2 separate regions of the Gossypium hirsutum genome follow, and region 1 is linked to region 2. Evidence: chromatin contacts called from public Hi-C data. All regions are on one chromosome and are shown on one strand. The core of a region is the stretch at or near the end of the contact, and the rest is flanking DNA. Distances in the headings are between cores, read along the strand shown.

Evidence for each region. Hi-C and Micro-C count contacts between places; a contact is called where the count stands out from the background.
Region 1: a contact with region 2 is called in a Hi-C map of leaf, with 2.1 times the contacts expected there. The contact joins the promoter of LOC107948304 here to the enhancer-like site in region 2. A contact is called at or near these places in 3 of 34 Hi-C or Micro-C datasets (leaf and seedling).

The regions. Positions count from the first base shown.
Region 1 is chrA03:75,479,536-75,483,624 of Gossypium_hirsutum_v2.1, forward strand. LOC107948304 (sodium/hydrogen exchanger 8-like) reads left to right here and starts at 1,804. Exons shown (of 24, transcript NM_001398468.1): 1 at 1,804-1,945; 2 at 2,164-2,402; 3 at 3,810-3,860; 4 at 3,983-4,074. The coding sequence starts at 2,198.
Region 2 is chrA03:75,252,608-75,256,689 of Gossypium_hirsutum_v2.1, forward strand. No RefSeq gene overlaps it. Among protein-coding and RNA genes, the nearest start is that of LOC107887456, 34 kb to the left of the region's middle. Within about 2 kb of position 2,289, at least 1 of the 9 cell types and tissues checked has an H3K27ac peak or open chromatin away from gene starts, as enhancers often do. A contact at or near this core is called in leaf, where this site is marked.

The sequences.
Region 1 (4,089 bases), core at 554-3,053, 230 kb after region 2:
TGTTATTTGAGGTTTGGTCAGACTCTTGGGATTGATTGGAGGCAAAAGCTTGCAGAAGATTTTGTTCTCTTAAAGAGAGGAAACATCTTTTTGTTTTTTATTTTCTATAGGGGATTCTACTATTAGAATTTCTAAATTACTAAGATTGCCTACAGGAATATACTGCCCTTAACACGCCTAACCCATGGTTAATTGAATTGTGTATCAATACTCAACAAAAATAATAATTCATTAATAAAGATAATTAAATCAAAATTTAAACAAATTGAATATTTTTAAAACTTAGAAATATTTAATTCTCCTTGGTCTGATACCAAATAGTCCCGAAAATGTTAAATCTATTTTTTATAATTAAGATATTTTTCATATTTATTAAAAAAATTTAAATTATTATAGAGAGAGTAGATTCCTCATCACAACTGTCCAAAATTTTTTTAAGCGGATCACATGTTTTTTTTTTCAATTCACCAAATCAAACAGAAATTAGAGAAAATGTATCATGTTCACCGGGAATGCAGCAATGAGCAAATATGAATAATAAAAGTAGTAAGAGAATATCCCCTACAATTGCTGATACGTCCTAAATCCGACCGACACTTTGGATAATAACATTGTTATCAACCTTAGCAATTAATGAGAAAGGAAGGTGGAAGACATGGCTTGTATATAATGAAGAGAGCTGAATTCAGGAAGCTTCCCAGTAAATGAAAAGTAGGAGTGTGGATTTGGTGGTTGGAAACCAAAATAACTGAACGGAATAAGATCAGTTTCGTCGGTTTACATTGTTTTTTTTTTTGGGTTGAACCGATTGAAGGATTAAAGTGTGCGTTGTTTTAAGATTTCGTGCAGTAGTGGTTGTGTGCTTAGAAGTGGTTTTATTTTCTTTTTTGTTCACCACATGGTTTAAAATTAGAGAGAAATTTGAAATCTGTAAATACTATAGCTCTTTAAATTAGAATTATTACTCAACCAATTAGAATAGTTTGATTCAATTTCAACATTTTCAAAAAAAGTTTCGAAAGGAAAATGTTGAATGGTTTAGGTAAGATGTTATTTATTTTCTAATAAATAAATAAAATGTAAATATACATAAAATAAGTTAAATTATTGGTGATTTTATTTATTTACTTTTGAGTGGAAATGTTTTTATGGGAGGGGCCATTACTAAAAGTTTCTTTAAACACATTTAAACAGTAATATTTATTGATTTTTAAAATAATTTTTTTATCAAAATTTTTAGGGTAAATTATGCAAATAATCACCTAATTATACCCACATTCTTGTTTTGGTTATCCTACTTTAAAATTTTATAGATGTGGAACGCCTCTGTTGTTAAAGCTGAAAGTTTTGGTTAAAAAATTTAAGGATCAAATTGATAGAATATGTAAGTATTGAGAATTAAATATGATATTATATTAACTAAAAAAAGACTTTTGTTATCAAATTAATGATGGATGACCAAAACATAAACAAATTCAAACATTAATGTCTACATTAAAAATTTTTAAAGTTGAGAAACTATAACAAAAACACGAACATAATTAATTTACTATTTGTATAATTTACCCAAACTTTTATATAAGTACATATTTATAAGTTACAAATATAATAGGAATCAACCTTAAATCAAAATCATGCTCAAAAGTTATAATAAAATAAAGAGAAAATAATTTGAAATATCGAAATTTCAAAAAAAAAAATCAACTTTTCCATTAAATAAAACTGAAAAGAAAAATTTAAAAAAAAATAAAAAATTTTCCAATTTTGCTTTTCTGGATGGAGACATTAGTAGGGGTAATTAAGAGCAGCTAAGAGGGTGGTGCCATCGTTTCCAGTTTTTCCGTTTAGAGAGGAGAGGGGAGTAATCTTTTTCTTTTTTTTTGGATCAGACGGCAGGGAAGTGTTTTTAGAGAGGGGATGTGTTGAATCCGGATATTACGATAAGGTAGGTACTTAAAGCATTAGCAGTCATTTTGTCACTATTAATAATATATTATTCTATTATTATCAGTATACATGTAGCATTACAACCATGGACTCAAAAGGACGAAACATAAAAGTGATTGATGTAATTTGGCGAAATCTAATGACCTAAAATGTAAATTACATGAAGAATATATATTAATAAAGTTTCAAGTGAATTTTATATAAATACATGAGAAGGAGATAGCAAGCAGGTGATCTGAGTTGTAATAACATGGAGGAAGTGAAAGAGTATCTATACGTCTTACCGTCAAGAATGCTAGAGGAAATTAGCTCCAGTGAATCGGAGCCAGTGGATGCGGTCATCTTTGTTGGGATTTCTTTGGTATTAGGAATCGCTTCCAGGCATCTTCTTCGCGGCACCAGAGTTCCTTACACTGTCGCTTTGCTCATCATTGGCCTTGGTCTCGGCTCTCTCGGTTCGCCTCTTCCTTCCTTTACCACTTCTTATTTATCATAAGAAAATTTAAATTAGCAGCACAGGAGAAGTAGGATTATCCATTGGACTTTCATGGAGTTTTGACTTTTTATTTTTATTTTTATTTTTTCTATTTCCAATATATCAAAATTTGTTAATTTCGTTGTTTTGATGCAAACTTCATTTGGTTTTTATAATCCCTTTGCCTCCAAAATAGATCATTAACTTGACTCATCTAAAGTCAATATTGTAAGTCACAAGATCTAAGCTAAGATTTTTCTTCTTTAGTTTTGCGAGAAAATTAGTTCTAATTTCTGGGCATTTCTTTCGATCTGCTTTTCTCTTCTAATATTACTTCGATTTTTGATCTTCTAAACCAATTTAAGTATACTGATATAAGTTCAACTTTGGTACTTTGATACACTGACCGGAGTTTCCTTCTTAACTCGGTGAGTTAAGAGTTTACCCTCTTGTTATTGTTATTATTATTATTAATTCTAAAAACTACACAAAAATTCATTCTTCTTCTCATAATATATATATTATTTCTATTATATACACACGCCACTTTAAAAATTAAAAAAATAAAAATAAAACAATGCAATTTAAAGGGTTAAGACATGCCACTCCACAAGCGAAACTGATTAGTGTATCCATTGTTTCGTTAATTTTTGAGAAATTATACATTATTGAAGTGATATATAATCCTAGAGTATATTTAGAAAAAGTGACCATAGCAGTGCTCAGCTTTACTTGTTAAAGTTAAAAATTTACAACGTCAAAAAAGAATTCATTCTTAATGTTTTAGCTATTCTGGATACAATCCAGCTGGTGGAGTTTAAGAATCCTGTCAGGTGGATGGGATAGTTTTCTTAATATATATTATATTCCATATTCCATTTCTGAATCTGAACTCTTTTAAGTGGATTTTTTTTTGAAAGGCTTTTAAGTGGAAGTTAGTTTACAATTACCAGTGAAAATTGATTTTAGTTGGTAAGAAAGATAGCATAGCCATAAACAAGGTCTTAACTGGAATTATGATTTCATTCTTGATTAAAAGAAAAAAACTTGGCACCTGGTTCCAAGATACTGGAATTGGTGGCTCATTCAAGTTCACAAGAAACAATCTCAAGGTCATAATTTCTCTCTATATAGGTGTAATGTGTATTTTTAATCGTTAGTGAATTTCTTTTCAACTTCTATCGCATTTTTTACTGCTGTTTCCTGGTTGTAAAGTTTTTATTGATCAATACGTGAGGATCAAGATATGGTCATACTAAATTGTTTGGTTGTTGCAAGTTTGTTGCTTTTTTTTCCTGTTCTTTAGAACATGGTCTTTTACCATTTCTTTTAGTTGTCCCTGGAAGTCATCTACTCAATGTCAATGTCGTTGATCCTTGCTTTGCAGAATATGGTACAAGTCATAAATTAGGAAGGATTGGTGATGGCATTCGACTTTGTAAGCTTTTTAACTTCATTTTATTCCCTTCCTTAGGCAAATTTAAGATAGTTTTGATCGGAAAAAGTACCTATATTTCATCAAGAATCAACAAATTTAAGGGTCTTACTTCTGATTTGCAGGGAACAACATTGATCCTGACCTTCTATTAGCTGTTTTTCTACCCGCATTACTTTTTGAGAGTGCATTTTCTATGGAAGTGCACCAGATAAAGGTCTGTATTTTCACC
Region 2 (4,082 bases), core at 1,039-3,538:
TATCTTTTTTAAATATTGGTTGGGGTAAAAAAATCAAGGATTAAAGTGAAAAAGTGGTAGAAACTAAAATGATACACAAAAATTATCAAATTGTTCTTTATCCTATTGTCAAAAATTATAAATTTGGGTTTTGAAATATAAATTTTTAAATTTGGGCATCATCAATGGATACAAAATTTTCAACAATTTATTTAATTTATTTTGATGTCTTGAAATTGTTTCTACCTTAAATTGCCTATTTCCTTAAAATGACAAATGCAACGGAAATGCTAGATTGGAGTGGCTACTACGACTTGGCACTACGAAAAATTATGCAAACAAAACAGAAATAACACAAAGATTTATCTATGCAGTTTGGTTTCCCTATGTCTACGGAGCCTAATTCAGTGAGTAATTTTACTATATTTTATCATAAATACAACAGGTGATTTACACTCTATCACTCTTCAAGTGCAGAGATCTTACTTTTGTACCTAAATACTAGAACACTCTCTTTCAAATCCTCCCCCTAAGAAATTAGATATTAAACACTCAACAATATTTACAATTCAGTTTGCACTCTCTCACAAAAACAATTCCTCAATGAATAAATTAGAATGCACTCAGTAAGCTCTCATTACATAACCTAGACAAGCCTCAAGCATATATCAATTTCAGTTTACTAACATAGAATCTAAGAGAATACAAAGTAACTCATTGAAAATAGTTATTACATTAATAACAATCAAAATAAAATCACTCGAAGATTTGCTCCACAAAATCAACAAAGCTATCTCGATCACATCTCTACATTCCAATGACTTAATTGATTTATACAAATCCAATCCAATCTTCAAATGCCAAGTACTGGTTTGATTTATACAAATCCAATCCAATCTTCAAATGCCAAGTACTGGTTTCCATAGATGAACCAAACTATCTTTAATATAACAACACATACTAAGTCCAAAGATTTTCTTCATTAAATTGTCAAACCAAATAAGACAAGTTTTTTAATCACCTTAGTGGCAGTCTGTCGTTGGCACTGTCGAGTGCCACTCAGCAACTCTCAGCGCATTTTTGTCTCAACAGAAATTATTTTCAAAAATTATCAATGAAAATGATTGTCTTTAGTAGTTGTTTACGATTTAGTAGTTGTTTACGAAACTCAATTTTTTTTATTATATAATGTTAAATCTTTTGTTCTAAGTTAAAAACAAAGAAAAAAATATTGCAATTAATTAAATTAATAAATTTTATCTTCCATTCCAAACAAATCTCATAACATTTTCATCACTTCTCTACCCAACCGAAGAACAATCAATTAATTTAATTAATTGTAAGTATTTTTTTTCTTTGCTTTTAGCTTAGCATGGAAGATTTGAGATTATATAATAAAAAGAAATTTAAGTTTTGTAGATAATTATTAAAAATGAGTTATTTGAGTTGATTTTGTCAAAGATAATTTGAAAACATAAAATAAAATTTTAAAATTTAAAAGGAGATTAAATTAATTAATTTTAATATTATAGTAACAAATCAGTTGATATTATCCATGGATAAAAAAACTTTCAAACAACTTATTCAATTTATTTTTATATTTTGAAATTTAAAATTTTAATATTAAAAAAAAGAAATTTAGAATTTTGGCCATGGGATAAATAACAACAATTTGACAATTTTTGTGTATTATTTTAGTTTCTATAGCTTGGTCACTTTAACCCTTGATTTTGTTAGCCCAATCAATAGTTGAAAAAAAATATTTTTAGGTGACTAAAATGAAATCAATCTAAAAGTTTGGTGATCAAAATTAAAGTGTAAATATGATGTGTATAGTTAACTACCGTCAAAGATTTAACGTTTGCATAACTAAAATAAAAGCACCCTAAAAGTTAAGTAACCAAATTACAAAGATTTTATTTTAAATCACTAAAATAAAAGCAGGTTAAAAATTGGTTCTCCGACTAAATAGTTAAGTCTAATTTTTTTTAGTGAATGGCATTCGGCAAAGAGTGAAAAAAAAATGGCAACCAAAGTTACTGCGATGCATTGCTGAGATTTATAACACTATGCATTCATTAATATAGAATAGAGTGAGAGCAATAACCAAATTCACTATGGAGCCTTCTACAAGAAGACAACACCATTTATCTTTAGAGCTGCAATCATCATTTGTAATGGATAAATCACAATTTTGTAAAAGGGAACAAAATTAAACCCAATCACATTAAACAAAAATAAAATGGAGAGAGAGGTTGGGTTGGGGCGAGTATGGGCTGGGCCTGATCATAAAAATTTACCTATATTTTATGTTGGGCTTGGGCTGTCCCATAAAATACTAAAAATAGGTCCGATATTTTTCACCTTTATTTTGTAAAGTTTTAGATGAAAAAGAAAAGAAATGGCTCTCATTCATTGTAACCCTAAAATTATACATGTACGGGGAATGTGATTAACGCTGGCAAGTTTTAATGGAATTTTCTTGGTCTTTGATAAAATGTCTTATTCATCAACCAACTAGTAATAAAAAAGTATATAAATGTGAGAAATTAAAAAATTAATTTTTTCATAAAAAAAAAGTAACTTTTTATCTTTTTAGAAATTAAAATATTTAATTTTATCATATCAATCAAATCCTCATTTGATTTTTTATATGAACTCTTATAAATATATTTATTACATGACCTATATCATATGTTTATCATCATCTTAAATTTTAAGAAAAAGTACACCTAAAGTTACTAAATTATTAGTAAGTTTACATTTTGGTCACTCAACTTCAAAAAGTCACAAAATGATTATTGAATTATTCGGAAGTTTTTATTTAAGTCACTAAACTGTTAAAAGCATTGTTGTATGGCTTTCTCTATTCGCACCATCTACAACAATAGAAAGTTCTCATTCCCTTTATATTCTAAAGTTTAGTTTTCTTTTTTTTTTTCATAAAACAATTTAAACGTTACAAATCTACAAGCAAAAATCTAAATAATTTTCTTCTTCGACTCTTTGGCATTGATCGTCATGTCAACTTGAATTTAAGGTATGTTCTTTTACTCGTCGACGGAATTAATTCACTATACTAATCGTCGAATTGTTATTTGAAACTCACTAACCTGACTTTATAATATATATTAATAGTCTAATTACTTAAATAAAAAATTTTAAATATTTTAATAATTTAAATAAAAATTTTTAATAATTTTAAAACTATTTTATAACTTTTTTTGATAAACTTTTTCTTTTCGAAGAATGAGAAAAAATAAAGAAATAGCGTGGTGGTGTGGGCACTAGAAGTCCAAAGAAAAATAAAAGGGATATTAAGAAACTCCACCAAAGGAATTTTCTTCGAAACCCAACTTGATTTCGACTTTTAACCCACCATTATATATAGAGTCCAAGTTGAACAATATATGCCAAGCTGCAATGCCGTTTCGGTACCATCGAAGTTGAAAGCTGAGGATTTAACTACTGCATCCCATTTCATTGTAAGTTATACTTGATACTAACTTAATCAAGAGTTAAAAGTATATATATTTAAAAATATACACAAATAAATAAAAATTATTTATTAATGTAACATTTACAAAAACTGAGGTCTTAGGATTATGAATGTTTTGATTCAACCATCACGTAAAAAGGTAGGTGTGAGTTAATTAATTAAGTTAATTGAATTGATTTTAAATTTAATATAATTAATTAGTTATTTGTTAAAAATAAAGAGAAATGATATTTTCATTTCTTTAACTTTTCTTTTTATCATGAAATTAGATTGGCTGTCTCATAAAGAAGAGCTTGAAATTGGATTAATCATATGGGGAAAAATAAACCCAAATGACCTCAATTAAGTTTGACGGGAATTTTGCTAAAAAAAAAAAAAAGCTTGACGGGAAACTTTGACTTTTAAGTTTCACCATGAATGACATATTTCAATTAATAGTTTCCTTGTCTTTCCAAATAGAAATTTATACTTTCATTGTAACCTGTTTATTTTAATAATTAAAATTTCACAAATTTCATATATAAGAAGTTTTTGAATTGTTATCCGATGTTAATGAGCTAGTATTGTTTCGATGGAAGTTCAAAACTATAAATTTAATAAAATG